3 separate regions of the Mus musculus genome follow, and regions 1 and 2 are each linked to region 3. A link is a contact called in public promoter capture Hi-C data. All regions are on one chromosome and are shown on one strand. The core of a region is the stretch at or near the end of the contact, and the rest is flanking DNA. Distances in the headings are between cores, read along the strand shown.

What was found. Promoter capture Hi-C pulls out the DNA fragments that hold promoters and counts their contacts.
Region 1: a promoter capture Hi-C map of hippocampal neurons shows a contact between it and region 3, with 2.0 times the contacts expected there. The contact joins the enhancer-like site here to the promoter of Ntn4 in region 3. A contact is called at or near these places in 7 of 39 promoter capture datasets (the 3T3-L1 cell line, the C10 cell line, cranial neural crest and 4 more), 2 of 115 datasets of contacts at active chromatin or transcription factors (embryonic stem cells and memory CD8 T cells) and 1 of 9 other capture datasets (liver).
Region 2: a promoter capture Hi-C map of hematopoietic stem and progenitor cells shows a contact between it and region 3, with 2.7 times the contacts expected there. The contact joins the promoter of Cfap54 here to the promoter of Ntn4 in region 3. A contact is called at or near these places in 2 of 39 promoter capture datasets (cranial neural crest and hematopoietic stem and progenitor cells).

The regions. Positions count from the first base shown.
Region 1 is chr10:93,052,173-93,054,982 of GRCm38.p6, forward strand. All of the region lies in intron 5 of Cfap54 (cilia and flagella associated protein 54), which reads right to left. Among named protein-coding and RNA genes, the nearest start is that of Gm40739, 21 kb to the right of the region's middle. Within about 2 kb of position 1,334, at least 13 of the 459 cell types and tissues checked have an H3K27ac peak or open chromatin away from gene starts, as enhancers often do. A contact at or near this core is called in hippocampal neurons, where this site is marked.
Region 2 is chr10:93,080,063-93,082,943 of GRCm38.p6, forward strand. It overlaps Cfap54 (cilia and flagella associated protein 54), which reads right to left and starts at 1,560. Exons shown (of 68, transcript NM_001347060.2): 1 at 1,203-1,560. The coding sequence starts at 1,534.
Region 3 is chr10:93,639,677-93,642,385 of GRCm38.p6, forward strand. It overlaps Ntn4 (netrin 4), which reads left to right and starts at 1,373. Exons shown (of 10, transcript NM_021320.3): 1 at 1,373-1,832. The coding sequence starts at 1,778.

The DNA.
Region 1 (2,810 bases), core at 84-2,583, 590 kb before region 3:
GTAGTAGTAGTACTGATGATCTCTACCTCAAAAGACTATAGTGAGGATTGCTATGCATGCCAAACCCTTCCACAATACTCAGAATGTTGCAGGGTTTGCAGCAATAATGAGGGGCAGCCATAATGCCTGGTTTCTACATTACTAGAAGATTAAGTCAGCCAAGAATGACACCGAGAGTACTGGGTAACTAGTACTATTTCTGTCTCATGCAGTTACAGACTTGAACTCAGGGACTGGAAAAATGGTAAAGTGTCATGCAAGCACAATGACCTGAGCTCACTCCTCAGCACCCATCAAAGAGCCAGGCACGGTGGTATGTGTCTTTAAGTCCTGTACTGGGAGGAGAGAGAAACAGACTGGAGGTTCTGATGATACGGGCAAGGTAAACCAACAACCTTGGCCTCGGTGGCAGAAAGCACCACCAAGGTGACACAGGGCTGACTTGGCAGTGATATGTCTTCACAACTGGACCTGAATCACCCCCACGCCCAGAACCAAATGGTGCAAGTTCTGTGAGAGAGAGAGTTCCTGTCTCAAAAACCAAAATGAAGATCAACTGTGGATGGTACCTGACATCAACTTCTGGCCTATAAACATTCATACATGTGTACACGCCCACAGAGATGCACACACATTCATATATGTATAGACACACACATTCATCTGTGGTAATCACACACACAGACACATTCACACATGTGTATACATACCCGTACTAAATGAATAAAAATATTTTTTTAAAAAACAGGCAAGCTTTATCAAGTCAAAGTTCCCTAGAGCTGGTAGGTAGGCTTCCTGTGTGGTGGGGTCTCCAGGGCTTATGTCCATTAAGTGGAGTTACCCATGTGTAGCCTCAGATAAGCTATGTGAAGATACTGTGTGGAGACTTGGGAATTTCTGGGTGGAAAAAAGTCTTAATTCCCTTGAAGCTTGCCACAGGGAACAAATGAGTAGCGCCTAATAAATGAGTAGATCCTTAGGTGACAGCTGTAGAACCCCTAAATCCTTGCAGGCGGCATTGCCCCAAACCCCTTCCCACAGGCTGGGGGCTACTCAACTATCCTCTTCTACCATGTACTTTGTCAGAGACAAACTCAAGTCCCATGAGGCTGGGAGAAGAGATGTTTGGTATGGATTATAAATGAATTATTTTAAGAGGACTATCACATTGATTTAAAATCCTCTTGATATTAACAACGGCCAACACTAACAACCAATTGCTAATACAGACAGATGTGCCCTTCAAAGCTCTTGACATGCAAACTCTAGAGCAGACCAAGCCATGGCAGCTCTGTGGAGCGGTATTTGTTAACACAGCAACTGTGAAATCTTTTTTAGGATCTCAACAGCAACTAAAGGCAGCATGGGCGGCAGAATCTACAGAGCAGCTTATTATTATATGTGGGACAGCCTCACTTCTGTTTAATTTGTACTCAAAACGCTGGCCCAGAATTTGTTCAAGTTATTATTAGTAATAGTCTTTGTTTTTATTTTTTTTTTCATTTGAGGAACCAAACAGAAAGCAAACATACAATAAATGTTATCCACAAAGCATGCAAATATCATGCCTTCTATTTTTATTTTTAAGTGTCGTTAGCACTAAGATACATGCCTAATTCTGATGAAATATAAAAAGCATTGTTTCTCCAAAGCATTTGACCACTCAGGGAAAGACTCATAAGGACACAATGTCTCCCATGCCAACAGCAATTCCAGCAGGTCTCCGTGAGAGTATAGTTGCCCTTCCTGGCCTATGTTCCAATGCCTGGAAAATGAATGCAGGGAATAAACATGTCTTCTGACAACAAACATGCCATGACAGTGGCTTCCTCGTGCTAAAGCGGCTCAGTGAGTCCCAGGAAGGGAGGATCGTGTAAGTTGGAGTCTCTGGGCCTAGCAGATGGCTGAGCCAACAGAGTGCCTGCCTTGGAAGCATGACAACCTGAGTCTGGGCCCCAGAACCCACGGGAAGGGCCAGCCCTGGTGGTGCGTGCTTCATATCTTTTTTTTTCAGGTTCTTTTTTTTTTTTTCCATTTTTTATTAGGTATTTAACTCATTTACATTTCCAATGCTATACCAAAAGTCCCCCATATCCACCCACCCCCACTCCCCTGCCCACCCACTCCCACTCCCCCTTTTTGGCCCTGGTGTTCCCCTGTACTGGGGCATATAAAGTTTGCAAGTCCAATGGGCCTCTCTTTCCAGTGATGGCCGACTAGGCCATCTTTTGATATATATGCAGCTAGAGTCAAGAGCTCCGGGGTACTGGTTAGCTCATAATGTTGTTCCACCTATAGGGTTGCAGATCCCTTTAGCTCCTTGGCTATTTTCTCTGGCTCCTCCATTGGGAGCCCTATGATCCATCCATTAGCTGACTGTGAGCATCCACTTCTGTGTTTGCTGGGCCCCGGCATAGTCTCACAAGAGACAGCTACATCTGCGTCCTTTCAATAAAATCTTGCTAGTGTATGCAATGGTGTCAGCGTTTGGATGCTGATTATGGGGTGGATCCCTGGATATGGCAGTCTCTACATGGTCCATCCTTTCATCTCAGCTCCAAACTCCGTCTCTGTAACTCCTTCCATGGGTGTTTTGTTCCCAAATCTAAGGAGGGGCATAGTGTCCACACTTCAGTCTTCATTCTTCTTGAGTTTCATGTGTTTAGCAAATTATATCTTATATCTTGGGTATCCTAGGTTTGGGGCTAATATCCACTTATCAGTGAGTACATATTGTGTGAGTTTCTTTGTGAATGTGTTACCTCACTCAGGATGATGCCCTCCAGGTCCATCCATTTGGCTAGGAATTT
Region 2 (2,881 bases), core at 310-2,809, 560 kb before region 3:
GAATTTACACTTTCTCCTTGGTCCATCTGCATCCCTAGCATCATTATTCTTGTGCTTCATAATTATTATTAAGCAAAATACGGGTCATGTTAGCACAAATCCTGAGTTTCTATGACAGTCGATCTGATAATCAAGATGGCTAACTAACAAATGGACCGACGAAGCCTACAGTGTCAGTGTGCTGGACAAAGGGGTGAATTCAAACCCTGGGTGGGTCAGAACAGTGCAGAGCAAGATTTTGTCAGACTGCTCAGAAGGGACTATAAACAACGCCAATTGTTTGTTTCTGGAATTTTCCATTTAAGATTTGCATAGCCTTTGACCACAGGTAAGTGAAACTTGGGGTGGGGGGAGTAGATAAAGGGATGGTGGGAATGCTGTGCCCCATGTTTGTTTAGTACAAGACTATACTCACAGAAATATATGATTTGGGGGAGAGGGGTTTATTGTTAACTTGATGCCTTCCTAGTTTTGAGAAAAGTACCTGTCAAAAATATGTCTACTCAACAAATCATTAAGATGTTTGGTTGAATTATAAATGTAAGTTAAAAATGTGTAATCAGATTAAATGCATGACCAAAACATGTAAGTTTAAAATACTCACCAGAAAAAAAAAAGTTATTTGCCTGTCTGGTATTCTTCGCTGCTTCCCTATGTCTTGAAACTACTCATTTTGGAAAGCATTAGACCAGAAAAAAGATGGCAACATGAACAAAACCAAATCTTAGAAACTGGTAGTTTTCAGTTCACAGAAATAAGTTGGAAAAACAAACAAAAAACCCAATCAGACGCTCACAAAGAGCCACCAAGTCAAGGGGAAAAGAAGTTTCTGTAATCCCAACGGAATATAAAGAGAATAAAATGTACATGTTCACAATATGACAGACTTGGTTGAGACCTAAATTCAAGGACCTGAGCAACTGCCTCAGAGTTGGTCTTAAGTCTACTTTTGTCCTGTTTTGCGACCCATGAGTGAGCCAAGAGAGGCCATGAGAACGCTGAGACCAAACCCAGTGTTAGGAAATACTTCTGTGCAGATTTTTATTTTGACCTGAGAAGGAAGACATGAAACGTGTAGGGGGAGCTAAGGGCTGTAAGAGCTGGGAGTGGCTACAGCTCAGCTTGTCTCCAGGGCCCCACCCCTGTCGTGGTCCTCCAATGGCATCTCCAGGCGCCCTCCCCAGCACCCTGCCTCAGCTTACCACCTCCGATGGAATTCGTACTTCTGTTCCATTGAGGTGGCTAGAGCCTTCTTCTTCTTCATAAAGCCCAACAGCTCCCGGATCTCCTTCTCGCAAGAGGCCAGGAGTGGGTTTTTACTGTCCAGGGGCCCGTAGAAGGCGGCAGAGGGCAGCGAGTCCTCGGAGTGGGTACATTGCGGCGGGTCGGTCGAACTCGACTTGGACTCGCTGGGCGACTTGAGAACCGCGGTAGAGGTCGGCGGCGGCGTTGGGGGCAGATGCACCGGCGACACCGATGTCTCAGAGTCTGGGGACTCCTCAGAAGAACTGGAGGAGCTTCTGGAGGACGCCATGTCTATCAGAGTTCAGCAGGCTAGAGGCTGGTGGACAAGCGGTTGCCAAGCAACGATCTCCCGGCAACCAAGCCACCTGCACGCTCTCCGGAAGCACAGCGGCCCCTAGAGGGTGAGGAAAGTACAAACAGCCTGGAAAGGCAGGATGCTCTGAATGGCTGGCTATGTGTGTAACCCACTCTGGCCTCAAACTCACTATCCTCCAGCCTCAGTGTCTTGAGTGCTGGGATTACGGACATTCACATCCAACGCCGCTTGAGAGAGGGCTTTAAAGCAAAGAACCAATAAAGAAAATTACCATCAAAAATTCATACAATGTTTTCCCTATTTGGACCACCTACTAATATCCATGGTTACAATCATTAAGATGTATTGGGCATTATTCCAAGCATTTTGAGACATTACCTGTCTCATTAATCGTCATGACTTCATACCTCAGCTTCTATCCTATCTCCTCGGTTTCACAGCTTAGGGGAACATAGCTTGACTTTGACCAAACTCAGAGGATAACTGAGAATCAGGGGACAAGTCCTAATTATGTGCTGCAAAGCCAGTGATCATAAGAAATCTGCCGTCCTGGTGATGCCCCCAAGAGAAAGCACTGAAGCTGAATTCCCAAACCGAAATTAGGGAACTCCCTGACAATCTGGTTAAGACAAGCACCTTGTGTGGCTATGTTCTCTTCCCGCTGCAGTTTGAGTTTGTGAGTAATGATCATGAGTTACTGCCACTTCAGCCTTATCCTAAATGTCACGGTGTTCTAAATCAATATGCCTTTTGCTCAACTTTAACTCCTTGACATTAATATATGCTAAATGGTTTGAAGTGTTAACTCTCCAAATACTTTTTGTTTTTAAACGGGGAGATGGGAGATTTTTTTTTTCTCTCTGATGGACAAACTGTAGGTCTCAGAGGAAATGCTTAACACTAAAAAATGTTCTTTTCTTGCATCTCATGGGCCACAATGAGTCAAATTTATTAATTTGGGATTTGAATTTCAGCTAGCGGACATACTTTTCCTTACAAATTATGCAAGCCCAAAGAAATATTGAAGAACCAGAGATAGAGAGGTTGGCTTCAAAAACAAGGTCTTTAAACACTGAAAACGACTACCAATTCTTTCACATGCAAAATATAGACGGTGACCTTGGTATCCACTGAATAGTAAAGAAGCTCACTGGGCCACAGCCTTATCTCTTCCAGCTCCAAGCCCATTTCTTTCAAGCATCTGTACTAATTTGTAAGGTTGGTCTTCTCTGTCCTATGCACTGTACCTTAATATTCTTGGAAGGAAGATCACAGGGGAAATCACTTATTGGAGCAGGTAATTATGGCTAAAGAATCTTC
Region 3 (2,709 bases), core at 123-2,622:
CTGGGAGCCTTAGCCTGTTACGATCCCCTGTCGTTCATTTAATAAAAAGAACAGTTGGGAGAAGCATTTTAGCAACTGCATCAGAAGCATCACCTGTGAGAGCCAACGGAGGCTCCAGCGTGGCCAGTATTTGAAAGCTCAGAGTTTGTTTTCGAAAGCTGGTGACGGTTCTCATGTCGCCTGCCACTTCCAGTACTGGCCAAAATAATAATTTTAACGCCTCCCAGTGGATTATGCTAACCTCAACTCAGTTCCTTTAGAGAGATAGAAACCTATATGTCTCCAGCTCGGTCATTATAAATAATATCTACGTGTGCCCCCAAAGCTCTAATTGGCCCCATCTGTATTTCTGACAATTTATAATAACTGAATGGTATCTGCAAAGCAGTTAACTTTCTGGAAAATACTCAAAGACACACACTGAATGCTGCAATACAGAATTGCCTTCGACTCAACGTTTGCCAATTTCTTTGCATGTGTAAGCAGAACTATATTTTCAGAGAAGTTACAGAAGTCCCAGGCTGAAGTGCTATTTAATCTCCTTTCATAAACACCAGCCCTGAGCTACAATTAGCTGCTTGTGGTTGCTGCTAAATTGCTCCCCATAAGATATTTCATAACTTTATGGTTCCCCTGCTCACCATACTATGAAGAATGTGTGAATGCACCTAGGACCCAGGCATTCTTATGTCGATGCTCCAGACATAGATGTTCTTAAACAGTTGATTCCCTGATCATGGATCCTGGTCTTTCAGGCCGTGTGAGAACATCTTTTACACCAAACGGGTACACCTTCGACTCCTTTGGGCTGCACCCCCCAAAAAGGTAGCAGAGACTTAAAGGACCCTTGGCACTTGGTGCGCGTTCACTGGCAGTACCCTAGGCAGAATTGGGGGTCTGGGGTGGTCCTAACCCAGACCGTGGGACTCGCAGAGAATGGGTGCTGTGGAGTGGTGTTGGGGGAGGGGGGAAGGCTTGTTTTGCTGGGTGATTTTTTGGAAAGTAGTCGCTCGCCTGTTTCGCGGGTTTTTAAGCCCCTTGGCATGCCCTGACCTGATCCGGAGGGAGTCAACTGCTCTCAGGAATGTTCCTGGAGAAGGTGGGAGACTGTTTCCCAGGCGAGGCCCTTGGGTGCTGGAGGGCACCCGCGAGGTCAGGCAGGGAGATGCGCGCAGCGGGGGCTGCAGACACCCCCTCCCCCTGGGCGGCGGCGGCGGCGACAATGACCGGACCCGCGCGTCTGCACCGCCCGGCTGTCAAGCGCGGGGGGCGGGCGGGAGGAAGGGGTGGAGGTGCGAGGGGAGGAGGAGGGCTGGCACCGGAGCGCCGCGGTGTCGGTGCAATAAAAATGCATCCCATGGAACTGCCCATGGAGAAGGACGGGACCGAGCCTCGGCGGCCACAGAAGGTGGGAAAAGCGGAGGAGGACAGCCGGGAGGCGGCGGCGGCCGGGAAGTGAAAGGTCTCGCAAAGTTCAGCGTCGGCTGCGGGCGCCGAGCCCTGGGCGAGCGGCGCACCCGCCCTCAGGGCCGCTCAGCCGGCAGCGGCCAGGCCGGCTATGATCCCGGGGCTCCCGCCGCTGCTGAGCTGCCCGGGCCCCGCCAGGCCGGTGCGCGACGGTCACCCCGCCGCCTGGCGCGGCCCCGGCCCGCGGCTCTGTGCCCACGGTGCCCACTGAGCGAGCCTGGCGCTCCGGGAGGAGGAAGAACCACAGAGCCCCCGGTGCTCCCGAGGACCACTGCCGCTTCATCCCACCCGCTCCCGCAGCTGCCCGGCCATGGGGAGCTGCGCACGGCTGCTGCTGCTCTGGGGCTGCTCCGCGGTGGCCGCAGGTGGGTGGTGACGCGGCCGGGCCCCCACCCCTCTTCCCTTGCTCCTGCCCCTCCACCCAAGCTCGGGGGCTGGGGGATATAGGGGATCCCGGACCGGGAGCCCAGAGCTCGGCTATTGAGGATGAAGCCAGTGGCCATGTTCCGTCTCCTTTGCCCGCGACTCCGCAGTTTCAAACACTATTGATTTTTTTTTTTTCTCCTGCAACTGAGATACACATGTCCTTGAATAACCAGATATCCTGGGTACGCCCTGCAGAAGATACAGAGAGATCAATGTTTCTTTCTGGGTTTGGCTTGGGGGGGAAAACTGCCTCTGCACTTGGTGAGGGGGAACAAAGGACCCAGCTCGCCATCCCCGGGCTCTCCATGGCCTGAGGAGTGACGAGGAGGGGTGGCCCAGAGACCCTGGGCGTGCGTGGGCCGAGACCGATCTCTCACTTAGAGAGATCGCCACCTTCCCGGATCTCATTCTGTGTACTTGAGAGCCAGGTAGGGCCACCTGGGGTGAGGGTGAGCGCCCTCTTCCCGGGGCGTTGGCTGCAACGCTGTAGAACTCGGAACTGGGACCATGGGGGGTGATCACTCAGGTGGTGATTGCCCGGAGCTGGCTGACTGCCCCTGGGGAATCGGTACCCTGGCCGAAGCTCTGCAGGAGGTCGGAGGCGGGTCTGTTCCTTGGCTCAGTAACTGGGTTACGGGCAACGGGCAGATGCCCCTCTCCCCTCCCGCTACGGTCCTGTCTCTCTTGGACTGTCTTTAGGCCACCGGTTCCAGGCTTGCTGTGTCTGAGTCCCCGGGAGCCTCCTCTTTCTCTTCTCCCCCTCCCTTCTCGCAGGCCACCTGGTTTTCAGCTAGGTTAAGTACAGCACAGTGGGGT